Regions from separate parts of the Ovis aries genome. Here region 1 is linked to region 2. A link is a contact called in public Hi-C data. All regions are on one chromosome and are shown on one strand. The core of a region is the stretch at or near the end of the contact, and the rest is flanking DNA. Distances in the headings are between cores, read along the strand shown.

Region 1 (6,549 bases), core at 2,600-5,099, 170 kb before region 2:
AGGGGCTGCCCCTCCCTGGAACCGTTACAGGCCTACGAGCTAAGTCCCCTGCTCTGGCCCCCTGGCTTGCTGGACCCCACACTCCAAGGTCTCAAGGCTGAGCTTTGGCCCCAGGACTCTAGGGCCTTTCTTTTTGGGTCGGAGCTTCGCCAGCTTCCACCAGTGCAGTGCCCTGACTCCAGATGTTGCCCCGGGTCCAGCCTACCTGGAGGCTTCTAGAAGCACGCCCCTCCCCCAAATGACAGGCGGTTTTGGGGACAGGAATGCTCCAGACGCCCACCTTGGTGTCGCCCCAGTGGGTGATACACTCCCAGCAGAACAGGTGACCACAGGGCGTGGCCGTCGAATGCCTGCGTTCCTCCAAGCACAGTGTGCACAGTGGGTTTCTGGAAACTGCTCTTTCCTCCGCATGGCTCCTGGTGGGAGTGGGTAGATGGGACAACTGAGCTGGAGTCCCGCCGGGCACCTGCGGAGCCAGCCCCTGCCCTGCGCCCCTGCCCTATCCCACACACCTGCGGTGGGACAGGCCGCGCTGTAGCCTCCACTCCCTCCGGGCGCGCTGCCTCTGCTGGAAGCCGTAGAGCTGCAGGCCCACAGCCAGCGCCAGGTGCAGCAGGGACACCAGCCCCAGCAGCTGGTAGCTGGCGCGAACGCGAGGGTCCTCTGCGAGTGGGCGGCGGACACGGAGCTGTCAGGGACCCAGGGGATAGTCACATGGTCAGAGGGCGTGAGGCACTGAGCAGCCCAAGGGCCTGGCCTTCAGGTGGGATTAAGCCAAGCCTGCCTCTGGCTGCGGGAGCGGGCAGGAGTGCCTGGTGGGCCCAGCACTGAGCAACGAGGATGGCGATGGGAGCCTGCAGGTCACTGGTTGCAAGCAAGGCATCGTAGGAAGGGGACTGCTAGGCACTCAAGCCTCACAGAAAAGGAACCAGCAAAGAGGCCTGAGCGGGGGAGCCCTGCGGACGGCAGGCGAGCCCTGCATGGCAGATCCACTACTCATCCCCATTCGGAAACAGAAGCTCCTGCTTGTATCAAGGCCCTGGGCTGCCCAGGTGACTCTCTGCAGGCTGGGACTCCCAGCCACATCCTCCAATGGAAAGCTGCTTGCCCTCCACTGCTGTCTCCTTTCCTAGCTGGGAGCAGGGACTGTCAGGTTAGCCAGACCAGCCGGAGCCCAAGAGGTGGGGCCCTGGTGTCTGCGGAGCAAGAGACCCCGTGGCTGCCCCGAGGCCCTGAGTGGGTTGCAGCAGCTCGACAGACACCTGACACAACGGGTAGTGCGGGTGCAGTGAGCACTGGAGCTGGGAGGAGGAGGCGCAGAGGCGCTGGACACCCCTGCCAAGGGAGGCCAGGGGGTGGGGGAGAGCCTGGAGACCTTGGGGAGGTGGGGCCCAAGGGGAGGCCTTCTGGATGAACTCTGAAGCCAGGGCATCAGCTGAGACCCAGCAGGGTTGGAGTCCCTGTGATGGGCGGAGACCACCAGGTCTAGAGAGACCATCAGACCTCCCCAGGTGGGAGGCTAGCAGGGATGCTGGTGGCAACAGGGTCCATGTGGTTGTTATTGGGTCATCCTCAGGGGGATGGCCCCAAACCTGACCCTCTGTAAGGATGGCCTGGATGGGGTGGGCATAGGGCCCAGGAGCCCGGGTATACAGCAACGTGGCCACAGGTGCTGGCAGTGGAAAAAAGGCTCACCCCACCCTCATCAGGGTATTTGGAAACCAAACTTCCTCCGGTCTTTTAGTAAAACAGGACCCGACAAGACCCATGCTTCCAGTGGGGATTTCAGCTCCGGCCCTGTGACTGCTTGTGGGCATAGTCCCCGAAGAACAGCCTCCACAGACAAGCCAGACCTGTTACTTACGTAGGTGATGCCCGTGAACCTCTTGGCCAGGTGGTAGAAGACACCGTGGATGTAGAACCAGGCCACGTGGAGACGCTGGAGGCACCCGAGGCCCTGCCTGAGCACTGACATGGCCCGCAGGAGCACCCCCTGCTGCTGTTCTGTCAGGCCGGCCATGCGCCGGTGCACCCAGCGCCTCACCCCTGACTGGCTGCTGGGGGCCAGGCTGCCCCGCAAGGGCCAAGCGCTGTCGCCGGCAGCCTGCAGCTCGTGCTCCAGGTGGAGCAGGGCCTTATCCAGCAGGTAGGGCAGGACGGTGTGCAGCGCAACCAGGACCCCGCGTCGCAGCTTTGAGGGCACGTGGCGCTGTGATGGGCCCACCTGCACGATGCTGACGTATTCCTCCCCAAGGGTCTGGTAGCCTGCAGGGAGAGGGGCCTCAGTGATCTCTACCGGGCCCCCACCTCCCCTCCGAAGGATGATCCTCACAGCCCACACCCTGTGGCAGGGCACAGTGCTGGGACCCCTCGGGCCACAGGTTCAGCTGCAGAGAAACAGTCCTAGACAGATGTGACAGGGAACCTCAGGGCTTCCAGAGGCCTGGCCTGGACTCAGGGCCTGGGCCCCACCTAGGGAGGGGTCTGGGTCCCTTCCTTCATAGAGGCTGCATGCGGGCCAGTTGAGGGACACTGTGAAGCACCTCCAGAAAGCTCCCTCTGCAGGCAGTCCTTTCCTGTCCTCAGGGCCCCTCGGGAGGTTGCACTGTGGCCGCTACCTGCTAGTGTGGTGAGGCTGAAGTAGGCGAGATCTGACACCAGCTCTACCTCTCTCCTCCACTCCAGCCACTTCTTCGCACCTGAGAGGAGAAACTGTATGCGTTATTCCTGAGGGGCTGGGGGCCGTGGGGCATGAGGGTCAGAACAATCCTCGCTCCTGCTGCCCAGGCTCAGCGAGCCCCTGACTCGCTCCCCACACTCTGCTCGCGCTCCCTGGACTCTCACGCTGTTCACTCTTTCCATTGACACCTGCCTCGCCTGGGCCCTGAGTGTCCTGAGAACCTACCCACCTGCAGCCATGCCCCCTCCAGGATCCACCTAGGCAACTGCTCTAGAACCTAGAGAACCACAAGGACAGGCAGTGTAACACAGTGACCGGGAGCTCAAGCCAAGACCACTGACCAGCATCAAACCGGAGCTCCCACACTGCTGGCTGTGAGCTCAGGTGAGTTATATCTCTGTGATCCCCATTTTTCTGTCTCTGAGGAGGGTAATGGCAACAGGTCCTCCAGGCAGGCATGTGTTAACAAAACGAGTTAATGTTCTGAAGCACGGAGAGCAGTGTCTGGCATGGAGTAAGTGAACCTGTTAGCAAAATTAATACACGGGCCATTTGTTTTGATCCTGTCGTGTTCCTCTCTTGCCCAAGGCCGGCCCATGGCCACCCGACCCCAGTGTACAGTCCAGCTTCCCTTCAGCTGCTCCGAAGGAGCCCGCTGTCGGCTGGAATCTACCCCACCCTCTTGCCCCTACACTGTACTCCAACGACCCTGCTCCACGGTAGCCTCGTGTCAGCAGAGCCGTGAATTCTTCTGCGCCTGGTGCCTGGCCTCCGCCCTCGCCCTCTGCAGCAGGGGTCAAAGACCGGAGCATCCGCTCCTTCCTTCAGCTCAGGTCTCGCGGGGCGCGCAGGGTTAGGCCGAGCCTGCAGAGGGCTGACCGGCGGGCCTGGGGCTCGTTTTCCCGCCTCGCGCCCCCACGGCCCGTACGGCCCCCAAGACCCCTGCAGCGGCCCTCACCTGCCAGGTTGTGCAGGGCGCCGCCCGCCGCGCTCCGCAGCCCGCCGCGGTAGTAGTCGTCCTTCTGCGCCGCGCGGACCACCTCCGGCGGGCTGGCGGCCGCGGAAGCCATGGTCAAGGGTCGCAGGGCCGCGGGGATCTTGGGGACCGGGGTACAGGGAGGCGACGGAGGCACCCAGATAGCCACGCCCACGAGGCGGCGCCAGATGACAACTGGGCTCGGCGTGCGGCGCAGACCTTGCGCGTCACTGAGGGCGGGGCCTGGGGCGGGGCGGGGTTGACAGCGGCGCGGTCCGAGCGGCGCGAACCTGGCCCAGGGTGCGGACGCAGGGCTGGAGGGGGCGGGTGAAGGGGGCGGGTGAAGGGGGCGGGTGGAGGGGGCGGGTGAAGGGGGCGGGTGAGCCGGGGACTGGTGAGCGGCACAGTGTGGGAAGTGACCGCGGGGACGGCCCCCAGAAACTGGGAGAGGAGTCAGAGCCACAGCAGGTGCTGACTCCCCTTGGTGGGGCACTTGGCCGCCCCCGGGGCCGGAAGTAAGGTGGGCTGTGGTCTCCCCGCTCCCTGCAGTTCTCTCTGAGGGGCGCTGGCGCCCCTGAGTTCTAATACTTGCGACCCGCCTGTGGGCCCAGGAAAGGAGCTCTGGGGCCCGGGAGAGGGCAGGGAGCGCGGATTCTTGAACCTCGGTGTTTATACTAGCGGCTGACCCACACGTGCAGACCCCCGACTCCTCTCAGCTTCTCTCAGAGCAGGGACCAAAGAGGGCCGCAGGGGTGAGGGGTGGGGGGTGGGGAGACTGGGAGGCCACGCACCAGAGGGGATCCCGATGCCCAGGCACAGGCTACAGCTGGACTTGAGCTGCAGTTCAGGGCCCAGTGAGGGGCCTGGGGAGAGGGCAGTGAGAGGAGGCAGTTGGGGTGTCCTAAGGGCTCTGGGTCTGGAGCAGGTTGTGTGTGTGTGTGTGCTTGCTCAGTCTGTCCAACTCTTTGCCACCCCATGGACTGTCACCCGCCAGGCTCCTCTGTCCATGGAATACTCCAGACAAGAATGCTGGAGTGGGTTGCCATTTCCTCCTCCAGGGGATCTTCGCCACTGAGGGATCAAACCAGTCTCCTGTGTCTCCTGCATTAGCAGGCAGATTCTTTACCACTGAGTCACTTGAGAAGTGAGCAGGCCATCAGTTCAATGACTCGGTTGTGTCCGACTCTTTTTGTCCCCATGGACTGCAGCATCAAAGTGTCTGTATGTGTGCCTCAGTTGTATGTGTGCCTCAGTGGAGGGGGTTGTAGGGACGCGCCACAAGGACCAGAGGGCCTTGTCCTTTCGGACCTAAGGGGTAGGAGAGAAAGGAGGCATGTGACCCGAGGGGGTAGGGGAACCACCAGGGCCCTGACTTTGGCTGGGAGGGTGTGGGCTGAGATGGGTTGCAGCTCCTGCCTCACTTTTGCTCCCACATGAATGTTGGTATGTGCCCAGGCAGCACAGCTCAGCTGCACGGAGCCAGCCTGGGGACAGACTCAGGTCTCGTCGGGCTCCACCAGGTGCAGGCAGGCCCCACCTAGAGGGAGGAGACAGGACCTGGGTGGTCCCACAGTCCCTCCTGCTACTGAAGCCCCAGTGACCCTTGGAGTGGTGCCCTTGTCTGTGTACCCTGGTCACAGAGGCCACCCACTGCTTTGGTTTGTAGTCTGGGGTGGACCCTCAGGCAGAGGCCAGGTGGAGACACAAGCCTCACTAGTTTCTGGCCAACTCTCGTCAGACAGGCTGGCCCCAGAGACGCCCTGGCCTGTGGGTTTGCACAGACAGTGTCCACCAGCACCAAGGTTGATTTGAAGAGGTTTTGTCCCCTTCCTCAGGGTTACCACCTGGCTCCGTCAGAACCTTGAGGGGCAGGCCTAACCTGTGTCACCTCCCCCACCGGCTGGTTCCACCTCCCTGCCCCGCACTGCATGTCCAGGTCTTCCTACCAGCACTGCCACACTGGGCAGGGCAAGGCCAGAAACTGTTACTGTGTGACTGTTCTCAGGGAAGTGGGGCCTGGGATCCAACTGGGTCCAGGCCACCCCCGGTGTCTTCACCTGCCGTGGAGCTGGTTACTTGGGGTCCGAGGGCCCTAACTGTGACTTGGGTTTTTTGGGAGCAGGGTCAGAGCCCAGAATGGCCAGCAGGTGGCGCCATCAGCCCACTTGCTCCGCCAGGGTAGCAGTAGAATTGTAGAGGACTGGGTAGTGAGTCTCACCTAAAGAGTGAATCTGGATCAAAACCAAAGAAGGAGTGAGGCTAGCAGGGTGCAGAGATGGCCACATGGCTAAGGAGAGGGATGAGACAGTTTCAGAAGGAAGTCGGGGTGGACGGGAAGTCCCAGCCTGGTCAAGAGTCAGCTGTCCTTGTCCCCTGGTGGCCAGGCAGGTTGGAGCCCCGGGCGTGCGATGGTCTTCTGCTGGAGGCCTCACCATGTGACTTCTGACCAACTCTGGCTCCTGGGACAGGAAGGGGAAGACCCGCAAGGACTTGGCCACTGGGAGCAGGCACATATCTGACTGGGTGTAGACCCCGCATGGGGCCTAGACGTCCTCTACTTCATTTGGCTCCCTTTCTGCAGAAGCAGCTGAGCCAGGGACCTGCTGTGACCTCAGCTGTGTAACCTCATCTACGGGAACTCACCTGCTCCCTCTGACACCCCTGGGCCTCAGTTTTCTGGTCTGCGGAATGGGGATGCAGATATAAGGAACTGATGCTTATAAAGTGCCTATTTTGTGTGTATCAGCAGCTGCAGGCTTGGGCAGGGCTGGGTCTGAGTCAGTGGGAGCAGGGTCCTCACCTCGCCACTGAATTCAGTCACTTCCTCACACTGTCAGATCGGTCCCTCCTTCAGGACACTTGCTATGGCCCCTCATTGAGCTCAGCATGGGGG
Region 2 (6,159 bases), core at 1,562-4,061:
ACACATGTAGGGCTAAAGAGACAAAATTCCAAAGAAAAAGAATGGAGGAAATAGAGAGCAAATGCTAACCCAGATCAGATGAGACAGAATTGAAAACAAAACATATTAAGGCAAAAGGCACATTAAGACATAAAGGGGCACTACACCATTATACAGACTTGGCTTGTGGCTCAGCTGTTAAAGAATCTGCCTGCAATGTGGGAGACCTGGGTTTGATCTCTGGGTTGGGAAGATCTCCTGGAGAAGGCAAAGGCTTCCCATTCCAGTATTCTGGCCTAGAGAATTCCATGGACTGTATAGTCCGTGGGGTGGCAAAGAGTCTGACACGGCTGAGTGACTTTCACTCACACCATTACACTGAGTGAAGATACACTGATTCTAAATTTGCATCCATATAATAATGTAGCTTGTTTTTGGCCATGCCCTTGGTGCTGAAAGCATGGAGTCCTAACCACAGGACTGTCAGGGAATTTCCTTAACGTAGTCTGCCAGTGCAGGAGATGGAAGAGACTTGCGTTCGATCCCTGGGTTGGGAAGATCCCCTGAAGAAGGGAATGGCAATCCACTCTGGTGTTCTTGCCTGGAGAATCCCATGGACAGAGGAGCCTGGCGGGCTAAAGTCCATGGGGTTGCACAGAGTTGGACATGGCTGATGTTACATAGCACACAGCACAGAGGGTCTTAAAACAGGCAATTTAATACTTGACATAACTACAAGGAAAGTGGAAAGTTCTCTAGGGCTAAGTTTTAGTACACACATCTTTCAATAATTAAAAGATCAAGAAAATGGAAAGAAACAAATATATAGATTTGATTGACCTAATAGATGTACTAAGCCTCATCTGTGTCTCCACTTTCACCTAATTATGATTGGATGTATTCCGTATCACACGTGGATTATTTATAAAACTGACCTTGTATTGGTCGTAAAGCAAGTCTCAGCAAATACCAATGAATCAGTATCACGTAAACCATGGTTTCTGATGACAATTCAATTAAGTTAGAGTCCAATTACAAAAGGCAACTAAGAAAAAAATCTCCATCCATCTAGAAATTTAAAAGAGAGATTTCCAAGTAATTCATGAATCAACGAAAAGAAAAAAAAAAAAAGTGGATGAGAAAGTACTTAAGAATAAGCAATAACACAGCATATAAACCCTTCCACAGGCTCTATCAGGACCTGAGGCAGAGACTGGCTATGGGTCATTTGTGGGGGTAGGGGAGGACACAGGAGCCCTGGCAGAGACCCCACTTGTATTTAGGGAACCAGGAGGAGAAGGGATGGCTGTTGCAGTCAGGGTGGGCTCACACTTCTCAGTACTGCCTAGATGAGGACTGGGATGGGGTGGGGTCAGCCCAGTCCCCAGGAAGCCCCTCAGCTGGGTTTCTGCAGCCCAGTAGCTGTGAACAGAGTTCCCTGGGGTCTCTCTGAGAGATCTGTCATGCAGTGCCCATCCACCCTGACAGAAGACCCAGGGTGGCCAGAGACCGAAGCAGCTGGCAGGGTGCAGCCGGGCACCCAGTCAGGCAGGAGCAGCCCTGGGGGGAGGGGGAATGCCCACTACATCTGGGGGTGGCGCCCACTCCTGGTTCAGAGAAACAGTGCTGGCCAGCAATGTCTGGGTGGTCCCATAGCAATGCAGGTGGCTCCAGTCAGTGAAGGAACATTCTAGTACAAAGACTGCCACTGGCCTATTGTTGAGGATGCTGGGGTGGTGGTGGAGAGGGTGTCTTTTCCTGCAGATCCTCCTGAGTCCTGAGCCCGCTGCCCACCCACCCGCCTGCAGGAGGAACCTAGAGCACCTCCCAGTTGGTGTCCACCCATTGCACATGCCCCTTGGGGGAGCAAGGTGCTCCAGTGAGGACAGTTCACACCCCAGGGTTTGACCTGGGCTACCTGGTGCCCAGGTGCAGACACGTGAGCGCCTCCCCTTGTTTCCCATGCCTTGTGACCCCAGGAAGGGACAGTTTGGGCTCTGTCAGTGGGGGTGTTCCAGCAGGGCGCTCTCGCTCCCCCACTTCCCTAGGACCCCAGCCTGCTCCCACCCTCCCCACCAAGGTTTGAAAAGCAGAGCCTGAGACGCCATGAGGCCGGGGAACCCGGGCCGTCAGCGGCGGGGGAGGAGGATCCCAGCGAGGTCCCTGCGGGCGGCAGCCAGGGAGGCGGCAGGTGAGCGCGGCGGCCGGAGGATGCTGCGCCGCGAGTGCTGGAGCGCGGGCTCCTGCTGCTGGGCCGGCCGGGAACTGCAGCGCTCTGTGCGGCAGCGGAGGGGAGGGGGCTCGCAGATGGGGCTGGGGACAGGGTCTACAGCTTCTCTGGAGTCCGGCAGAGGCCCACCGAGTCAGAACCAGCCTGGTGCCAGCCCGCGCCTGGGCAGAGCCTTCCAGAAGGGTCCCCGGTCCCCACAGGTCAGTGCCCCTCATCACCAGGCTATACCACAGCCGGGCCGCCCCCGGTGCCCCGCGCAGACCCCGCCTGCCCTGCTCGCCAGGCGGGCTCCTCCGAGTGGGCGGGCGCGCAGACCTTCCGGAGGTCGGGTGCGGACAAGCGCGGTGAGCAGGGTGCCGGTGGCCCGTCCGGGGGAAGGGGGCGCCCCCACTCACCTCTGCTGTCGGCGTAGAGGAGGCCCAGGGTGACCAGGGCGCCGGTCACCAGGAGCAGCAGCAGCAGCAGCCCCGCCTCCAGGAAGCCTCGGTGCTTCTGCCCCGAGCGGCCGGCGATCTCCACCATCCCCACTGGGCTCTCGGGCTTGCCCATCGCAAGTCTCTAGACGGGGAAACCGCACAGCGGAGGAGCCCCAAGGCCAAGGCAGGGGCGGCGTCCACCCGGGGTGGGGCGTCAGGGCAGCGGGGGCTGGGTGTGGCGCTAGGGAGGCCCTGCCCGAGGCTGGAGGGTGCTCGGCCCTTTTCTCCATCCCAGGTCCTGCGCCTGAGGGCTCTCCTCCCTTTCCCAGCGAGTCTGAGTGGAGCAGGCCCGGCCCTGGCCCGTTGGCAGTCCCTTTTTGAGGTTGGCCTCTCAAAGTCTGCTTTAGGGCAGAGATTGGTCTGGGGTCCCTCAGCTCACAGCTTGGGGTGGGCACGCAGGACCCAGGAGACCCAGCTCCCAAGATGTCAAGGGGCTTCTGCAGCGGATCCTGCCTGGGGCTCTTGTCCTGATTTGCAGGGATGTCCTGGAGCTGTGGGCCCCCCTGCATCAGGGACACCCTCTGGGAGGTGGATTGGGCCACTGGGCTCCCTGCTCACTGTTCCTGCCTGGAGCCCAAGGGGTCTAGGGGGAGGCGAGGGTGACTGCGGTGGCCAGGCAAGCCAAGACAGGACACGGCAGGGCAGCTTCAGCAGTTGTCCCCCCACCCTGTCACTACAGAGGGGACGCCTTCTCCAGCCGGCCAGGTGGTGACGGCCAGGCTCCGAGCAGCATGGAGGACACCCGGGGCTGCAGCTGTGGGCACGAGAGGGTGCACTGCCCGGGTCAGTGAGGACAGTTCACAGAGGGCTGCATGAGTCCCCTGTGCATGTGAGCGTACGTGTGGATGCACATGTGTGTGACTGCATGGGATGAGCGTGTGAACCTGCACATGTGCATGTACACATGTGCGCATGCCCCTGGGTGTATGTGTGTGTGTGCTCATGTGCACACCTCTGTTGCTGGCACTCAGGGCCCTGACCGAGAAAGGTGCCTGGGTCCCTGGGGAGAGTGGGCTGCCCTCCCAGCTTCAGTCCTCACGTGAGCTCATGCTCCTGATGTCGGGGCTGGGGCCCAGTCTACACCAGCACAGAGGACAGACCCAGTCTCGCCTGCTGGCAGGTAAGCGTGGCCCGAGGTTGCCCATGACTGGGTTAGCTGTTCTCAATGCCAACACGTATCCAGACTCACTGAGGGGTGAGGGGTGGGGGGTGGGTCTCTCAGCCCTCTGACATCACTGCCACACAACCCAACCAGGGAGGAGCAGCCAGGCTTCCATCACTTCTCTCTGCACCCCTCCCCTTCTGGAAGTCCTTGTTTGTGGTCCCCTTAGCCAGGCCTCCCCCGGTCTGGCCCAAGCCCAGACCTGAACTGCTTCACCACCTCATCTGTGGTTCAGCCTCTACAGTCCTTATTTCTATTCCCATTGTCCACCTCCCCATTGGCGGTGTCAGTGTGGGGATCACAGGGCTCCTTCTACCTGGTCCTCAGGACCTAGGTGGGTGCCCATGACTGTGGAGGCATCCACTGACTTGAATAAATGAACGAAAGGATGAGTCAGGCTGACTGATCTGAGCCCAACTTAGCCCCTGTGGCCCTGGTTTTGCCAGCATCTTCTCTGATCAGATCTAATGAATTTCCTCATCACTCAGTTAGTCCACTTCACTGTGTCCTGCTGACTCCAGGGGACTCCGCATAACAAAGGTAGGCATACAGTAAAAACTCTCACTGAGGACTGAGGACAAAGCCAGGTACCAACAAGGGGAGAAGCTGGGGACCCAACCTCCCTGGAGGCACAGTCATGGCATCTTCAGGCCTCTGTGGCCAGCTGGGCAGACAGGGGTCCTCACAGGAGCTGAGGGGCTGTGCTGGGCGGCTTGTCTGGGGCCTGGGCAATGGGGTGGTGCTTGGAGGGTGCTCTCCTGGCTGTGCTGCCCAGGAAAGCTGGCCTGGCAGGAAGGCCCCTCGCTCGGCTCACCTTTGGGTCACTCAGGACGGCCACCACAGACATGTCTCAGAAGGCTGAGTCAGGAGGGTGCCCAGGGGTGGGAGACAGTGGCTCCAGGCTTCTGGCCTCCTTTGTGATGCGAGCATGGATTCTCTGGAGGTGGACCCCCTCCTGCTCACAGTGGGCAAGTTCCATCTGGGTTTGGTGTGGGGGAGGGGCCAAGAGCTGCTCTGGGGACTCTAGGCTTCCTGCTGAGTGAGTGAAGTCCCTCGAGGCTGAGGGTCCCACCTCCTGCCTTTCATCCATCTTTGCTGTCCCCTGGGTTCAAAGGGGCCACAGGGCTCCTGGGAAGGAAGGCCAGGCCCTTCTCCTTACCCTACTCACCTTGGTGGAGAGGTTGGAACCAAGAACCACCCTGGTCACGGGGTTCCTTTCTCTTTTGTCTCCAGGGAGGGTCTAGTGAGGGTGCTGGGTTCTGGGGCCTTGCCGGGCTGTGAGGGGAGCAGGGATCCCTGCTCATCATGATGGGGTGGGGGTGGGGCCACCAGGAAGGGTCCCCACTCAGACACACTGGCCCCCAGAAGGCAGGTGGCCCTGACTGGGGGAACAGGAGAGGGCCTCTGGGGTTGGCAGGGGCACCCCAGTGCTTCAGTGTTGGTTAGGCATCCCTGGCCCATGATGGGGCCAGAGTCGGGGCCTCTGGGTAAAGGAGGCCCCAGTCAGAACCCAGATGTCCCTTCTCCAGGCCTGACTTTGTCACCAGCATGGTTCTGCTTCCATTTCAGAATCTCACAGATGGAAGGATCCCCTTGGGCTCCTGGGACTCTGTAAGAGTCCAAGGTTGGGGCCAGGCCACAGAGCCAGGGATCTGGGGTAAACAACTGCTCACTCCATCCCCTCACCAGAAGACCCACCCTGGGTCCTGCTGGAATGTTCCAGTCCACGTTCCAGTGGTCTCTTAGGTTGGCTCCTGCACTGCGGGGAGGGCCATGCTTCAGGGGCTCAGATTCCAGAAACCTGTCCTAGCCCCCAAGCAGGGCTCGCCTCAGCCCCCTGGTTGTCCTGGCAGACCCCCAACCAAAGGCCTAGAGACCCAGCCTGAGCAAGGAGCTACCCAGGCTGCTGGTCTGAATGGGGACAAGGCCAAGGTCAGGGGACTGAGAAACTGGAGCTGCCCTTCCCGGGAGCCAGGGCTGGGTCAGGGTCCAGCCTACTGGCTACAGATTCCTTCCCAGAGTGTGCTGGCTCTGGGGACCCAGGCTCTGTGTTGTCCAGCCAGAGGTTCCCCCTCCCTGACACAAGGCCACCTGCATGCAGGGACTGTCTGGTCTCTGAGCTCAGCTGCACTTTCCCACTCACGCTGTCCTGTTCAGGGTCCTCCCTGTCTATAGCTCTATCAATGAAAAAAACTACATGAGCAAGGGGCCTGGGGCCTGGCCTTGCCTCCTGGTGGACACTGCACTGAGGCCAGCAGGTTCTGGGGAATCCAGCATAGTGGTACTGGGTGCCCTCCAAGAGAATCTGGAAA

Evidence for each region. A called contact is a pair of places that touch in the nucleus more often than the background predicts.
Region 1: a contact with region 2 is called in a Hi-C map of hypothalamus, with 4 times the contacts expected there. The contact joins the promoter of PEX10 here to the promoter of MMEL1 in region 2. A contact is called at or near these places in 5 of 16 Hi-C or Micro-C datasets (blood, hypothalamus, liver and 2 more).

What each region holds. Positions count from the first base shown.
Region 1 is chr12:49,744,243-49,750,791 of ARS-UI_Ramb_v3.0, reverse strand. PEX10 (peroxisomal biogenesis factor 10) reads right to left here and starts at 3,849. Exons shown (of 6, transcript XM_027975744.3): 1 at 3,639-3,849; 2 at 2,619-2,699; 3 at 1,865-2,265; 4 at 513-688; 5 at 281-416. The coding sequence starts at 3,750.
Region 2 is chr12:49,575,551-49,581,709 of ARS-UI_Ramb_v3.0, reverse strand. MMEL1 (membrane metalloendopeptidase like 1) reads right to left here and starts at 2,811. Exons shown (of 22, transcript XM_042257377.2): 1 at 2,605-2,811. The coding sequence starts at 2,758.